Regions from separate parts of the Mus musculus genome. Here region 2 is linked to region 1. The links are chromatin contacts, called in public Hi-C maps. All regions are on one chromosome and are shown on one strand. The core of a region is the stretch at or near the end of the contact, and the rest is flanking DNA. Distances in the headings are between cores, read along the strand shown.

What was found. A called contact is a pair of places that touch in the nucleus more often than the background predicts.
Region 2: a contact with region 1 is called in a Hi-C map of cerebral cortex, with 2.8 times the contacts expected there. The contact joins the enhancer-like site here to the promoter of Chrd in region 1. A contact is called at or near these places in 3 of 39 promoter capture datasets (the 3T3-L1 cell line, Sertoli cells and macrophages), 8 of 484 Hi-C or Micro-C datasets (Sertoli cells, cerebral cortex, embryonic stem cells and 5 more), 4 of 115 datasets of contacts at active chromatin or transcription factors (embryonic stem cells and pancreatic cancer cells) and 3 of 9 other capture datasets (adipose tissue, liver and pancreatic islet).

What each region holds. Positions count from the first base shown.
Region 1 is chr16:20,730,354-20,735,471 of GRCm38.p6, reverse strand. Chrd (chordin) reads right to left here and starts at 2,345. Exons shown (of 23, transcript NM_009893.2): 1 at 2,177-2,345; 2 at 1,838-1,941; 3 at 1,336-1,465; 4 at 1,071-1,199; 5 at 886-985; 6 at 699-786; 7 at 214-355; 8 at 1-101. The coding sequence starts at 2,324. Thpo (thrombopoietin) reads left to right here and starts at 4,874. Exons shown (of 6, transcript NM_001173505.1): 1 at 4,874-4,969.
Region 2 is chr16:20,802,425-20,807,542 of GRCm38.p6, reverse strand. No RefSeq gene overlaps it. Among named protein-coding and RNA genes, the nearest start is that of Gm22741, 60 kb to the right of the region's middle. Within about 2 kb of position 2,887, at least 128 of the 459 cell types and tissues checked have an H3K27ac peak or open chromatin away from gene starts, as enhancers often do. A contact at or near this core is called in Sertoli cells, adipose tissue, cerebral cortex and 4 more, where this site is marked.

The sequences.
Region 1 (5,118 bases), core at 1,096-3,595:
AAAATGCAAGGAATCTTCTGTGTCACTGAGGGTGAGCAGGGCTATGCCCCCCACACCCCGCTGCAGTGGGTCTTCCAGGGTCAGGATGGCACTGAAGGTCTCTGGGGAGTGTTAGACCATGACAGCCATAAGAAAATCCTCTCTTCAGTCCACCCACCCTTGGGTTATTGAAGGCTCAGCTCTTGACATCTGAGAACTGCTCACTCCCCTTACCTGCAGCGAGAGCACCCTGCCAAATGAGAGGCCCCCAGACTTCTCCTGAAGGGTGAGTGGATGTCACAAGGGCTACCCGAAGCTGCTCTGCCCTCAGGAGCCTCACAGACAGCCGAGGCACTGCCCGCCACACCCCACAGACCTTGAGAGAAGAGGGAAGAATGCCTACTGTAATTATGCAGGACAAGCCACCTAAAAGACCCAGGTCTAATGAGGAAGGAGCATGGAAGGGAGACCCCAGACCCTCTTAAGAAGGACCCATGAGCCTTGATTTTAAGTCCTGGCTTACCACTTACTAGCCAAATGACCTTGAACAAATCACATTCTGCTATTCTGAGCCTCAGTTCCCTCCTCTGTAAAATGGGCATCATAATGTCAGGGCCTTTCTCCCACTGGGCTGTTGTGAGAACCAAAGGAGGCAATGCAAAGCATGCTCTCAGCAAGTGCCGATTTTGGATAAGCACTCTTAAATGGCATCATCTCACCAGGCCATCCTGGGTGGGGGTTGCAGGGTGTTCAAACAGGATGTTGCCTGTGGGATCTGTGAAACGAACCCTGCTGGGACGGTCCAGCCTGTGAAGAGAGGTCCAGTGAGACTGGATCTATAGCCTACAGGCTCCTCTTTATTGCCCCCTTTACTACTCCTAGTCCTTGCCCTTTTCCCGGTCTCACCGCTGGTAGGAGACAGAGAAGCGTAAACTTGAGCGCAGCAAAGAGACTCGAGCACGAGCTACCGCCTGCGACCTCGGTCCTGTCAGCAGCGCCACAAAGTCTTCGAGAAGAGAAGATGGCCTGAGCACTGTCAAGCCTTGCCGCGGGACTCAAACTTCATCAGGCCCACCTCCACCCCAGCCTACCTGTGTGGCCATCAGCACGGGTCCGCTCCCCAACGCCGGGTTCCCCTCGATCACTGTAACTGCGATGCTCTGGATCCCTTGGATACTCGAAGACCAGGCCAGCGGGCTGTGGATCTAGATTGCTGCGCTCTGCATCCGGGGTAAGGAATAAGACGGCTGGCTTCAGAAAGGTACCAGGAGGACCAGTCCTCCTCCGCGATGCAAGTCGTACAGGACCTAGTGTAGAGCCTTCCACCCTCCTAACTCCGGGCACAGCGGGCCTCACCCTGCGGGCAGGTCTGGCAGCAGTGTCCTGGCAGCTGGCGCGGCTGCCTGCAGGCCAGGGTGGGGCACTGAGGTTTGATGTTCTTGCAGCTGACCCTGCCAGGACCCCTCCCACGGCGAGCCCACTGAGGCTGATGGCAGAGAACATAGGAAAATTAAGGGAATGAAACCATCAGACCCCAGGGCTGCAGACAGTCAATTCTGCTATTTACAAGTTACATGGCCCGTCCAAAGTTTCTTAACTTCTCTGAGCCTCGGCGTCCCTGTCTGCAAAGTAGAACTAATAATGTCATTTATCTAGCAATACTGTAACGGGAGGGGGGAAGTTGGCTAAAAGCCAGTCACATTGTGGGCGATCAATAACTGTCAACACCGCAGACTTGAAAGCGGTTTCCTCCGATTTGCGGACCAGCCTTCCCCTGAGCATCTCCGAGTCTACTACTTAGGACACCAGCGTTCCGCTACCCTCTAGAGTAGGGCAGGCAGCTGCGTTATCCACTCACCGCTTCACAGGCGCACAGCACGCAGCGCATCACCCCAAAAGGCTCCCCCAGGTCCGGGTGCCACGTCTCGTCCAAGGCATAGACCTTCCCGCCGAAGGAGCAGCCTGCGGGGACGGGCTTGGCTGGCGGCCGCTGTCCGGTTGCTCGTGCCGTAATGCCTGCTCCGGGCTCTGCCCGCCAGGCCCATGGTCCCTTGGCACCGTGCACCTCGCCGCCTCTGCTTTCCCCTCCCACCCTCCCGCTGCGCGAAGCCACCTGCGCCCGGGGCCCTCTCCCTGTGGATGTAGACTTGCCAGGAGTCAGACTCCCCTCCCGCACCTCCCCCTGGAGCCCACCTACCTGCCGCTCCCCGGACAGGCAGCGGCTCCTTCTCGGAACGGATGGGCAGTGCTGGGGGCTCAGGGCCAGTGCCACTGGCCGGCCGCGAGCCGAGCAGCAGCAGCCCGAGGAGCAGCCGCGGGGCCGGCGGGGCCGGGAGGCTCGGCATGACGCGGAGCAGACAGCTGGGGAGGCGGGCGGGAGGAGGGAGCAGGAGAGGGAGTAGGGCCGGACCGGAGGCGGGCCGGCAGGAGGGGGCCGGGGCCAGGAGGGGGGCAGTGGCGAGGGGCTCGTCTCACAGTCGCCTGGTCGGCTCCCGGCCGGGCGGGGCGGGAGAGAGCGGGCGGAGGGGCGCTGACCCGGGCCGTACTCCACTTTAGTGCCCTAGGCGCCGGCTCTGGCCCGTTTTATGCCCGCGCCAGGCGTCCGGGCCCGGGGCCTCCTCTTCAGCAAACGGGGCGCGGCGGCGGCTCCACAAGGAGCCCGGCTGAGCCCGGGGGGTCCGGCCCAGCAGCAGCGGCCGGATCGCGAGTGGGGGAGGGGGACAGGCTGGGACCCGGCAGGGGAGGAGGGAGGGACTGGAGGAGGGGGGAGCGGAGTGGGTAGGGGGAAGGGAGGAACTAGGGGGCGCAAAGAGGGAGAGGAGAGGCGGGCCTCGACACCCCCACACACGCTCCTTGCGACCACCCCTGGAGGTGGTGTCCACCCCAAGACCAGAGGCTCAGGCTAGTGAAGGGCAGAGGCTGAGCCTCGGGCCTGTGGCACTCTTGAACGAGATGGGCCGCTGGAGGATGAGGACTTGTCTTTGAAAATGACACCGATCCACCCCTACCTAGGACCCACAGCACCCCCTTCCTTTCACTCTGGCTGTATTCCTATTTCCCTTCTAAGGTCTCTCCTCTTTCTTCACTTCCCAGGGACAGGAACCTAGCCTGTGCTTCCCAGAATCAAGCAGTGCTTCCCTGAGTGGAGTCATAATTCACCAGCACCCCAACCTGCTCTCAAGTCCATCCAACTACCACCTCTGGCTCTCTCATGCTTTTCCTTCATCCAAGAGATGACCCTCTTCCTCTCCAGCTCAGTCCCCACCTCCTTTGTCCTGCTTTTCTAGACAAGCCTCCCCATCCTACACACACACACACACACACACACACACACACACACACACACACACGCGCGCGCGCGCGCGCGCGCGCGCGCACCGTTCTTCCCACTATCCCAGCACTAGGCTTCCTAATCTTAGAAGGCATCTCTTATTCAACTGGAGAATTCCGGGATCCAGGCCATACGCCTCAGTAGATAGCCCATCCTCTCTGAGGCGCAGAGAAAGCCTGAGGAAGACAAGGGAGAGAGGACAGGGTCAGGCCACAAGGTCCCTGAGGACAGAGACTGTGGGGAGACAGGGACTGGGGAGAAAGCACAGGAGCTAGAGCCAGGGCCAAAGGAAGAGAGGAGCCAGCAAAGAGGTATTTGTGGGGGAGGCTCGGCAGCTGTCCTTCCTAAGACAGGGACAGATGGGCCTGGTTATTTCTCTTGTCACATGTATAGTGGTAGGACTAGAAGAGGATCATTGAGCAATCAAGGGCAGGCTTGCCCACAGAGCTGAGGGGGTTTAGCGCTCCAGGTCCCTGTACCCCTAGTAGAAAGACTGAGCCCAGTCAATCTGTCTGTCTGTCTGTTTGTCTGTCTGTCTGTCTGTTTTAAATAAGATCTCATTATGCAGCCCTGGCTCACTAGGTAGACCAGGCTAGCCTTAAACTCTCTGAGATCCACCTACCTCTGCCTCCCAAGTGCTGAGAATCAAGACATGCTCTGGGCTCAATCTTTTGGAACTCACTCTGTAGACCAGGCTGGCCTCGTACTCAGAAATCCACCTGCCTCTGCCTCCCAAGCGCTAGAATTAAAGGAGTGTGCCACCACTGCCCAGCTCTGGGCTCTTTTTTTTTTTTTTTGTTTTTGTTTTTTTTTATTTATTTATTTTTATTATATGTAAGTACACTGTAGCTGTCTTCAGACACTCCAGGAGAGTCAGATCTCGATGGTTGTGAGCCACCATGTGGTTGCTGGTATTTGAACTTCGGAAGAGCAGACGGGTGCTCTTACCCACTGAGCCATCTCACCAGCCCCTCTGGGCTCAATCTTAACCAAACACATATCCCTTTACTTCCCGGGTCCCACATATTGTCCATACTGTCTTTCTGATAACGTGATCATTTTCTAATATAGGCAATACCTACTTTGCCAGTTGGAAAGGGGAAATGCCAGGAAAGACACTCCTCTGGAGCAGGGGAATATAGAAGGAAAAGCAAGCAAGCCAGCATGCTGTCAGAATTCAGCAGCAGGTATACTGTTCAGGGAAAAGAAATTTGGAGAGCCAGGAACTGAGACTTCATCCATCTAAAACAAGACCTCTCTTTCCCAGAGAGAACCGTATTCTGCCAGATTTCTCCTGGACTAACCCTCTTCTCTCTCTCACTTAGGTCCCAGGTTCTCATGTCGCCAGGACATGAGACAGTTCCCGCTATACAAATTCTCTCTAGAGTGTGTGTGGGTGGAGGAGCTGGGCTCTATTCATGGACCATGGTCCAGCCATGGGCTCTAGTCCCAGTAGACAGGAAAAGAAGTCGTCATTTCCGGGGGAGCCTTCACCTGGGCTTGGTGGCTCTCTGCTCTCTGATTGGGCGGAAGTGGCCTGGGCAGGCTTGTGACCCTACTACAGAGGAGGGGCTGTACCCCAACCAGTGTCTTCCTACCTACTTGTTCCCCAGAGTGCTGCCTGCTGTGCACCTGGGTCCTGAGGCCCTTCTCCACCCGGTGAGTGGCAAGCACCATTTGGGGTTAAGTGGGGGTATGGTATGAAGAACAAAAAAGAACCGGGCTCTTAGCTGGGGGAGGGGCAAGCAAACTGGAACCTACAGGCACTGACCTTTGTCAAGAAGAGTGGAGCCTTCCCAGAATGGGAG
Region 2 (5,118 bases), core at 1,638-4,137, 72 kb before region 1:
ACTGGGTACATTTCATGGACTTCTTTCTTTCCAATTTGCCTTATCTGAGGTGGAGAGATGTTTGTTCATGTCTCCTCAAGCAATGTCACACAGTAAATGTGATCCCACAAGATAAGTGTATTATGATATTATGAGGTGTTGTGATCACAGGAAGGATGACCACACACACACACACACCTCACTCCGGTGGGGCAGGCAGGAGAGCTAGCCCCAAGGTCATGAAAGCAGGAAAGCTATCCCTACCCTCACCAGTTTCGGCACTTGGGTCAGAAGGCCCCAGTGCCTGGGCAGGACAGTAGAGTTGGCCTTGGTGAGAGGGGAGTGAGTGAATGAGCGTGAAGGGCATGCTAGCAGGAGGGCTAGCACTGCCTCTTGCCAACTGCAGCATAGAGTGAGCTAGCCAGAGAAGCACTGGGGAACTCAACCTGGTAGTGCAGGTACAGGAGAGCTGGAGAGCTGACGACCTCGGCTACTGCCCAGGCCCAGATCCAGGACTTTGAGTTGGCCCACCTCAACTGCTGGAGCTCGTGAAGAGGCCAAGGCTACAAATCCAAAGCTGCAGGATCTCAAAACACGGGCAACCACAGGATGTCTGAGAGGAGTCCCGTGAAGATCAAGTACTGATAGTGTAGCAGAAACCAGAGGCCTGGAGCCAGACCAACAATTCACTGCTGCAGGGAACATTGGCAAATGAAGATGTGTGGACAGAGGAGTACGGTATAGGGCACAAGTGACACACTGCAACTTTCACAATGAGATCTCTGTTATTGTTGTCGTTATTTATTTTGTTTTGTTTTTTTCTTTTGTGGGGGAGTTTGCAGAGGGTGGGTATGAGGGGAGGGAGAGGTGAGAGGGATTGGGGTACATGATGTGAAATCCACAAACAATCAATAAGAAGTTAAAAAAAAAATAACGGATCCTCTCACTTGACTTGACAGAAGTCCTCATTCCTCAAAATATTAATGTTTAAAGTACCTGGCTACCAGTTTTGATGTTGTGTTCACGAATATAAAGTTTTTTAGCTGAGTGCCTTCCAGTATTCACCTCAACACCAAGTCCCAGCATTCAAGGGAGCTTCGGGTCATGTGGTAAGCTACATTTCAGTCACCATAAAGTCCCAGTCTGCACCTGAGATTTCTCCGGGGCAAGCATGTCTCTGTGGCCATGCTGGCCTCCGTACAGAGCTGAGACAATCGTCAACCAGTTGGTTTTGGGTTTTGTTTTTGGTTTTTTCTTCTTCGTCTTTCCAGTTAAACTTTTAAGTTACAAAATACTGGGCTTCGTCATGACACTTTTACCCTCAGGCCACTGCTCTGTGCTCCTGTCCCCTCGAGGGATTCTGTTGTTGGTTTTTTCACTCTGTCTCCAACTCTCTCGAACTGAGATCCTGGGCCTGGTAGAGACCAGGTCTTCTCACAGCATTTTGGGCCTCCAGGGGAACATGAGGACATCCCAGGTTCAGGCAGTTGAAGGGATGGCTTGGCTCAGCTCCCAGCAGCAATGGGTCTTCATTCTCACATACCTTATCTTCTTGGCTCAACATGACCAGAGATTTCCCTCTCAGCCACCATTTACAGTTGGCAGGAACGTCACTCACCGCTGCCTTCGAGAACCCTCACTGTTGCTCTCTGTCTTGCACAGAGCACCTCGGGCGCACTTGTTGGGAGCTGTGCCTGGGCCTTCTAATGCTTCTAGATTCTGAGCAGCAAACCCTTTTATCTGCTTCCAGTACACACAAATACCCATTTTGATCCAGATCCCAGCTGTATCTTTTAGTTTGTCTTTTGCTGCTGTTGGTGTACGTGTGTGTGTGTGTGTGTGTGTGTGTGTGTGTGTGTGCGCGCGCGCGCGCACGCACGCATGTCTGTGTGTGTGTATACATATATGTAAATATCTGTGTGTGTACATTTATGTAAATGTCTGTGTGTATGTGTGTGTACATGTGGTACGTGTATGTGCATGTGTGTATATGTGTGTCCTTGTCTCTCTGTGACCCTGTGTGTGTCTGTGTAGATACGTGTGTCACTCTGTGTGTATGTGTGTGTGCTCATGCGCATGTAAGTTGGAGGAAAACTCTGGAAAGTCAGTTCTCACCTTCAACCTTGAGCTGGCTCTCTCTGGTTTCTGCCCTGCTACATACTCTCGGCCCTCGAGATTTCACAGACTTTTCATCTCCACCTCCCATCTCACAGTAGGAGCTCTGGCATTGCAAATGTGTCACTATGTCTAGCCTTTCTCAGGAGTTCCAGGGACTGAACTCCACCACCTGACTTGAGCAGCTGGCGCCTCTCTGATGAGCCGGCTCCCTAGGGTTGTTTTGTTTCTTTTTGCTACATATTTGTAACAGTTAGGAAGCCACAGCAGGAATTCAGTGAACCAACCTGACTGAAAAGGAAGAGCCTCGTGGTAATCATGTCAGTAGGGACGTCCTATGTTGTCTTTTACTAAATATGGAAGAGGATATTTTACAAAACTCTGGGAGTTTTAACACATGAACACTATCAAAGGGCCAGCGGCTTTCAGTGAAACAAACTTCTAAGACAGTGGAAATGCAAGTATTATGTTTCTCTCTTCCCTTCCCCCACCCGAGTGCGGGGAGGAGGGGGGCGGGGGAGAGAGAGAGAGAGAGGGAGAGAGAGAGAGAGAAAGAGAGAGAGAGAGAACTACTCTTTGAACGTGAAGGCCACGACATGCAAACCAGGCCTCATCAGCCAGCCTCTCTAAACCAGGCATCCCCTTCCTTGGAGCAGAATTGGACTGAAAATCATAGTGGCCAGAGACTGAACCGGACCGGGAGTGGCTCGCTTTTGCAGACAGTTACAGGGTATCGCCTCCCCCTGGTGGCCATAGAGGAAGCTGCGGCACTCTCAGCTAAGAAAAAGATCAAGGAGGAGTCAAGGTTTCCACACCCCAACCCTGCAGGTCTGAGACTTATGAAACAGCACAGGCTGCCTAGGAATCCGCTTAACGCAGGGTCCAGAGCAGTCCTCTCTCTTCCTGTTCTTTGGGGACAGGTTCTGTACTCTAACCCAGCTCAGAATACTTCCTACCGGCCCTTCTGAGCAATTGCTCTCAAGTCCTCATGATCTAGAGTGTTCTTTAATGCGGTTCCTTCACCCAAATGCCCAGTCCCCTCCACCGAGGCCACAGAACTGTGAGAACCAAGACCGAGGCAGGCCCGGGTCTGAATCTTATCTGGCACCTCATGAGCTGTGTGTCTTTGGACGAGTTATACAACATCTGTGTCTTTGTCTGTAAAGTAAGATTTATAACCGCTTATTCCTTTTATTTTACATGTGTTTATTTTACGTGTATGGGTGTTCCGTGTGCATGTCTGCTTGCACATCATATGTATGTCTGGTGCCCAAGGAGGTCAGAAGAGGGTATTAGACTCCCACAACTGGAACTACAGAGGATTATTAGCTACAATGAGGATGCTGAGAACCGAGCCCAGGTCCGCCCAAAGGGAAGCTGGTGCTTTTTGCCATTGGACCATCTCTCCAACCCCGAACAGGCCGATGAGAGATTAGGATCAGATAATGAGAAGCAGACAGCCCAGATGCTTCTGTATGTTTGATGCTAGTGGTTACCTATTCTAGGCCCTTTCCTGAATCCTACAAGCCTGTCAGCAACTCTAGGCCTTGGATAACAGAGATAAATAAAACTCTTCTAAGAAGAGCCAGGCCCCAGATGGTATGCACAAGCTCGGGCCCCACATGGGGGCCAAAGAACCACAGGCATGCCCACACTGTCTGCTGGTGTTTATGACCAGTGTTGATGGATCTCTGCCTCATGCTTTTCCATCCTGTGTGGCCACAGAACACGAGTACAGTCTGGAGCCTCTGCCCCGCATGTAGTCCACGCACTGCCAAGTTGTGCTTGCAGTCAAACCAAAGTTGTATGCTTTGTTCTGTGTTTTTGTTTGGGGGTAGGAGGGGGACATGACCCTGCCCTCACAGCCTTTATAGCACTGGGAGGAGCCTGGCTGAGACCTTGTGACCATGCCAGGAAATGGGAAACCAGACCTGGTCTGCCTGAGAGAGCTGGCATGGCTACCAGAAGTGAGACTGCAAGCTGAACAGCTGGATACACCCTCATTGGGCCACTCAAAGTGCTTTCACTCAACGCCCGTTGCCACGCCTCCCCCAGTTTCAGTTCTCTGCACTGGGCTCAGGGCCTAGAAAGCCATTCCTGCTATACAGTTCAGAGGGAAGGAGGACATTCCCAGGAAAGCTGGGTGCTTTCCTGTTGTAATATAAGCAACCGCACAGGACATCAAGCTCAGACAAGGAGCTGTGCTAGATCTAGACAAAAACAAGTCCAACCCTGCTAAGCCTCCTGGACTCCCCCTTCCTGAGACATCCACAGTGCCCCGGGCTGTGTTCCCCTTCATTGCAACAAGCAATAAACCCAGGCTTCTTGGCAGGTAGGTTCCTGGTGGTCTCTGGGTGTAAGACATCAATAGTGCTGGTGTAGAATTCAGTCTGAAGGAGAGGAGACATGGGGAGACAGAAGAGGGGTGCAAACGCTCTGGTATGGGAAAATAACTGGTGTGTTTGCAAAACAGCAAGGTCGTAGACGAGGAGTTTATCTGTGGCTGCACCTTATCGGCAGCACTGTGTGGCTGACACCGAGAGCAGATGTGATGCGTTCTGGGAAGCAAGACCAATGCTCTGCAAACACACAAGGAAGAGCCTTCACTGCTTGTCATAGGAGGCCCTTAGCAAAATCACTACCATCCCCATACCCTGCTGAGCCACCAACAAAGACATTGCTCTCAGTATGATCCAATCATGAATAGAGAGCTGTAGAACCTCTTTTTGAGCAAGGTCCACTGAAAGGAATTCTACTTACTTGAAGCGATTCTCTTCGTGTTATCACAAAGTAACAGGGGATAGATGCCAATCCTGGTGCTTTTGGGGTGGCCCTGCCAACTTGCCATATGATATGTATACCCCTAATACCTAAGAGGAAAGCCTGTCCCTTTGATTTAGGTCTCACAGAACAAACCAGACCAGCCATTTGTGTGGTCCACTGTGATTTAGTAGCCGGCAAGACTGTACAAATGTCATCGCCAGCTGCAGTTTATGCCCCAGAAAGAACACAGAAGAGAGTCAG